Regions from separate parts of the Oryctolagus cuniculus genome. Here region 2 is linked to region 1. The links are chromatin contacts, called in public Micro-C maps. All regions are on one chromosome and are shown on one strand. Each heading gives the region's core, a stretch centred on a gene start, on an enhancer-like site or on the middle of the called end of the contact. The rest is flanking DNA. Distances are from core to core; before and after follow the strand shown. Region 1 overlaps C7H1orf226 (chromosome 7 C1orf226 homolog). Region 2 has its middle 19 kb from the start of C7H1orf226.

What was found. Hi-C and Micro-C count contacts between places; a contact is called where the count stands out from the background.
Region 2: a Micro-C map of ear pinna shows a contact between it and region 1, with 13 times the contacts expected there. The contact joins two enhancer-like sites. A contact is called at or near these places in 3 of 6 Hi-C or Micro-C datasets (ear pinna, embryonic fibroblasts and an unstated tissue).

Annotation. Positions count from the first base shown.
Region 1 is chr7:36,385,553-36,388,451 of mOryCun1.1, forward strand. All of the region lies in intron 6 of C7H1orf226 (chromosome 7 C1orf226 homolog), which reads right to left. Among named protein-coding and RNA genes, the nearest start is that of SPATA46, 26 kb to the left of the region's middle. Within about 2 kb of position 1,324, at least 1 of the 8 cell types and tissues checked has an H3K27ac peak or open chromatin away from gene starts, as enhancers often do.
Region 2 is chr7:36,713,276-36,716,313 of mOryCun1.1, forward strand. No RefSeq gene overlaps it. Among named protein-coding and RNA genes, the nearest start is that of C7H1orf226, 19 kb to the left of the region's middle. Within about 2 kb of position 1,641, at least 2 of the 8 cell types and tissues checked have an H3K27ac peak or open chromatin away from gene starts, as enhancers often do.

The sequences.
Region 1 (2,899 bases), core at 74-2,573:
ATGCCACAGCAGGAGTGGAGGTGAGCAGGAATGACAGGATGTCCAAGGTGCCTGCTCATCTGTGTGAGTGAGATGTCCACACCCAGCACACGGAGCAGGTGCGTGTCGGGTGCTGCTCAATCAGCCGCTCACTGCCTAGATGGGACACATCTGATTTTGGTGTCTTGTGGAATGCGTTGTATATTTAAGGTGTACAACGTGATGGTGTGGTGTAGTTGCACACAGTGAAATGGCCACCATGGTCAACCAAATTAACCTAGCCATCACTCAGGGTTACTTTTATTGTAACTTACATGTGGAATCTAAAAAGAAATCAAATGCAGAGAGAGGACCAAGGGTGGCTGAGGGAGGATGGGTGATGTGGGTCAGGTATACAAAGTTCAGCTACACAGGATGAGTAAGTCTAGAGATGCAATGGGCACCACAAGGGCTCCAGTTAATAACAGTGTATTCAGGATTTTTCTTAAGAGGTGAGATTTTGGGTGCTTTCGCTACTAGACACAAACACACGTAGGTTTGCTTCGGAAGAAGTCTGATTCTTGGCCGGCGCCGCGGCTCACTAGGCTAATCCTCCGCCTAGCGGCGCTGGCACACCGGGTTCTAGTCCCGGTTGGGGTGCCAGATTCTGTCCCGGTTGCCCCTCTTCCAGGCCAGCTCTCTGCTGTGGCCAGGGAGTGCAGTGGAGGATGGCCCAGGTGCTTGGGCCCTGCACCCCATGGGAGACCAGGAAAAGCACCTGGCTCCTGGCTCCTGCCATCGGATCAGCGCAGTGCGCCGGCTGCAGCGCGCCGGCTGTGGCGGCCATTGGAGGGTGAACCAATCGGCAAAGGAAGACCTTTCTCTCTGTCTCTCTCTCTCACTGTCCACTCTGCCTGTCAAAAAAAAAAAAAAAAAAAAAAAAAAAAAAAAAGTCTGATTCTTCCAAATGCCCCCCCTCCCCGCCCTTCCAGCAGCCATGGGAGCAGGGCTGCCTCCAGGGGAACGGGAGCTCTCCCAGGAAACCCTCTCCAGGAGGAGACAGCGCCCGCAGCAGAGGGCGCAGCAAGGCAGGCGGAACAGGAGCGGCGGCCCCACCTGGCTCCGAGCCCCAGACACTGGCCACGGGCAGCTGGTGCCAAAAGACACAAAAGAGAACTCTCCCCCAGGGTAGAGGACGATAGAAAGAACAAGGGCGGAGAAGAAAGACGGGCGCAGAGAGGGGCAGACAGAGGAGGCACCAACAATGAAAGTGAATCCCATCATTAAAAGCGCCTCTGTAGCCCAGGAGGGGAAGGCTGACAAGGCATCAAAAGGCAGCAAAGCCTCTGCACTTTCCGGTTCCTCCAGAGTAAACAAGCTTCTCCCCGCGCAAGAGAGAGGCTGCCGTCCCATCGCTCGCAGCGCAGCGCCTCCACTGGAAAACAAACAGCGCCTGCTGCGAAAAGCTCCCTAGCCCGGGGAAGTGAGATCCTTGTACAAAAATGCTCACCTTGTACATTCCTGCTCCCCTCCTCTCCTGTCAACCGACAATTCAGTTCTGGGCCCTCCAGGTGCCCCGTCAGAGAGGGAATTCCTCAAGAAAATATTCTGATGGAAGCACTGACCGAAGCAAGAAACACACACCTAGCAGTATATAGCTATTAAGAAAGCAAGTGGGACCCAGGCAATCCAAAGGCTAATTCCCAAGGCCGGTATACAAAGCAGGTTTAGCTTCAAGGCTGCAGCACCACACTCTGCCGATAGAGGGCGCCCGGTGACTCATTTACCTTGGACCTGTCCGACTAAACTGGGCACTTAGGACATCTGCTTGTCCACCTCCTCTTATTCTAGCTAAGTGGTTAATACAGCTTACTACTTATAATAGTATAAAACTTCTTTGCTAAATAGACTAATAAGTAGTAATAATACTACAACTAATACTACTTGCTGGAAACTAACGAAGAAGCTAATACTTAGGGACAGCGTATTACATGCAAGACATTACGCGGATTCACTCGCGCTCTCTCAAAATACCCGACTGAGCAAAAACAACGGCCCAGAGAGAATGTCACATCTGCTGGGGATTGCTCAGCAGTGACAAAGTTGGCGGACTTAGGGTTCAAGTGCAGCGGTTCTGGTACCTGAACCCAGGCCCCTGGGCTGCATCTCTGTCTGCAGCTCTGCATTCTCCCATCACCCACACTGCCTCTTCATGCCTGGGATGGTCAGTGTCGCATGCCAACTGTGCTAGGCACCTACATATGTGACTACAGCACCCACATATGTGACCAGATGTTATTGTAGCTGTTGCTGTGAAGTTTTTTTTTCTTTAATATGAGATTAACATTTTAGTCTGGAGACTTGGCACCAAGCGGATTACCCTCCCTAATTGTGAGCAGGCCTCATCTAACCACTTGAGAACCTGAAGAGAAGCAAACGTGGCCTCCCGGGAGAAAACTGGCATTTTGCTAGCTGACTGTCTTTGCACTCAAACCAGCTTATCACTGGGTCCCCAGCCTGCAAAATGTTGGACTTACCAAGCTTCCATAATCACATGAGCTAATAAAACACTCCCACCCCCTTTCACAGAACGACCACCTTTTCTGTCACTGCACAGGCCCCATCCTCATTACACACAGGCAGGGCTGGGGGTGGGGGTGGGGAGGGGAGCCTGGCTCCTTCCCAGTCTCACAGAGAGGCCACCCAAACCATGCTTGGCCTCCTGGAAGAGACAAACTCAGAGAGCTGGGTGACATCCTACACTTGGAAGTCAACTCTACCAGGCTACGCATGGAACATCCATTCCATTCTTCTTAGGGAGGTGGCATATGGAAGAGGTCTCAGGCATATTAATGTGATTTGAGAAGATTATCTCCAAAACGACAATGAAAATGAAATACAAACATAATTGGCAGGCCACAGGTTCAAAGCCATCAGGGAC
Region 2 (3,038 bases), core at 391-2,890, 330 kb after region 1:
CCTGCACCCACGTGGGAGACCCAGAAGAAGCTCTTGGTTCCTGGCTTTGGATTGGCATAGCTTCAGCCGTTGTGGCCAACTGGGGGGGGGGGTGAACCAGTGGATGGAAGACCTCTCTCTCCCCCCTCTTTCTCTCTCTGCCTCTCCTCTCTGTGTGTAACTCTGACTTTCAAATAAATAAATAAATAAATATTAAAAAAAAAAAAAAACAAGAAAGGGAGAGAGGAAGAGAGAGAAAGAGAGATATCTTCCCTCCATATACTGGTTCACTCCCTAAATCCCCACAACAGCCAGGCTGGGCCAGGCCAAAGCCAGGAGTGTGAAGCTCCACTGGGTCTCCCACTTGGGTAGCAGGGACCGAAGTACTTGAGCCATTATCTGCTGCTTCTCAGGGTGTCCATCAACTGGAAGCTGGACTCAAACTCAGGCACAGCATTATGGGATGCAGGCCTCGACTTAAACCACTGCACCAAACACCCTTCCCTTCATGAGAAGCTTTGGAGGGAGGTGCACATGGAGTTCCCAGAGTGCAGACAAGGAAACTGAGGCTCAGAGAGGTTAGGGTCACACAGACCGCAGAAGAGCCTGGTCTGGAAAGCAAGCCCTCCAAACCCATCCCATACTTTCTGCACATTCCTGCTCTGCAGGCTCTGGGCTTCCATGAGCCACTGCACTGTCAATCCACCGCCTCTCTCTTCTTTGATGGCAGGGGCTGTCCAGAAAGAAGCATGTCTATGGAGCTAAAACCAAAGAAAGAGTCATTGGCTTTTTCATGACCCTTAGGGGAAAGTGGTAGCTCTTTTACTTTTTATTTTTTAAGATTTATGCATTTGAAAGGCAGAGTTATAGAGAGAGAGAGAGGAAGAAACAGAAAAAAAAAAAAGAGAGAACTTCCATGTACTGGTTCATTCCCCAAGTGGCTGCAATGGCCAGAGCTGGGCCAGGGACCAGGGGCTTCTTCCAGGTCTCCCATGTAGGTAACAGAAGCCAAGCAATTAGGCCATCCTCTGCTGCTTTCCCAGGTGCATTTGTAGGGAGGGTGCTGGATAGGAAGTGAGGCAGCTGGGCCTGAGCCAGCACCCATATCGGGATCCTATTGCCTTGATTCCTGCCTGTGTATGCTTCTTTCCCAGACTTCTGTCTTGGCTGTATTGACTCTTTCATGTCTTACACGACACCCCTACAGAGCAAGAGTGGGATCTTGATGCTGCTGCACCCCCCCCCCCACTCACACACACACACTATCTATCCACTGGATCTACTTTGGAGTCCTTTGAGACAGTGGATTAGAGCCCACTGACCCACCACCATGGTCATTTCGCCCGAGAGCTAGAGACTTCCTCTCCTAAGAGCTGGGTCTAAATCAGAATTGTCTTTGCTGACTCTCCCAGTCAGCACCTGCTCTTTCATTCATTGACTCATTCATTCATTCAGGAATGATGTCACCTATGCATTTGTGTCTTCTTACCCCAATGAGTCATGCACAACTCAAGTATGGAAATGAATTGTTAAGGAAAGCCCATCCGTGTCTCAGAATACTATTGAGACATTGGCCCACATTCTACCAGGGCTGGGGAGCGATGCTGGAGCCTGAGAGTAGGTGTGGCTTATGTTGTGTTTCACATTGCATTCACAGCTAGACAGAGCTTGGGATAGTTACAAAAAAGATTATGCAATCCTCCTTCAGATCCTTTTCCTGGCACTGACTAGGCTCATGTATTAGGAAGAACTTGGGAGGCTCATTCTCCTTCCTTGTCATTCACAGCTGTGTCACCACCCCCATCCCAGCTCTCTTGTCAGAGTTGCTATCTGATCATGTGAAGGTCAGGGACTAGAACAGGAACATTTTCCGATGCTCCAGGAATTAGGCTGCTCTCATCATTTCCGGTTTTGCATTATTACTTGGAGCAAGTTAAAGCACAAAATCTGGAAGGAATCTTTTGGATCAGCTCCTTCTACCTCCATCCTTTTACACAGGAGGAAGGAAGCTGAGGTGCAGAGAAGTTATGTGGGTTTGGAAGGCTGTACAGCAAGCTGATAAGCAGAGCTGATGTTAGAACACCAGCTTCTCGGTCCTGTCTTCTTCCCACTAGCCTGGTTACTACCACCAGCCTTAGGATGCCACGGGGCTGTGCCCACGGCGGAGCTTCTCCCGGCTTGGCCAAGAGCTGATTCTGTCCATCAGTCACAGCTGACTGTGGCGTGGTTTCCTCTGCCCTGGTCTCTGTAAGGCAAAGCGGTCTCTGGTGCCCTCAAGGGGCGAAATGGAGTAGTGGCAAACTCTGCAAGGCAGCCCTGTGGTCCACTCCCATCCCAACATGCCATCATATTTTGGATTCATCTTTTAATTTTAAATATAGTAAGACAGGTTTAAGCATGTCAAAATATGTTTGCAACTCAAACTTCCCCTGGGGTGAGGTGACTCCCAGCTGGACATCGGCATGGAGCTGGTCTCCTCTCTCTTGCTCATCAGAGAGCTATGGTGCTGCCCTCTGGTCAAACCACTGGAGAAGACTCTAGTGTTCAGGTCACAGGGTCCTGGTAAACAGCAGGGGCTGATAAGTAAGCAGGGATGTAGGTGAGAACATCTACCTGCTGGTGGCCAGAAATCCTGGCCTCTCTAGAGCAGACATGCCGGAAAGGGAAGTATGAGGATGCTGCAGGTGTGAGAATGGGAAGGAGAGAGCATCGGGAACCATCAGGAAGGCCTGGGAGTCCCAGAGATATGCTGACCAGGAGCAACCGAGGCCCAGACCATGGTCGTCATTTCTGTCCAGTAGCTACAAGGGACCTAGGGCTATCTGCATCTTTTAAAGAAATGTTTTAGAAAAATGCTTATTTATTTGAGAGAGCCAAAGAGCCCCTATCCACTTTCCAAATGCCCCCAACTGCTGGGCCAGGGTCAGGGCCAAGGCCAAAGCCAGCAGACAGGAACCCAATCTAGATCTCTCATGGGGGGAGGGCGGGCAGGAATTGAACCACTTGACTCCACACCTGTTGCCTCCTAAGGTGCTCGTTAGCTGGGAGCTGGAATCTCG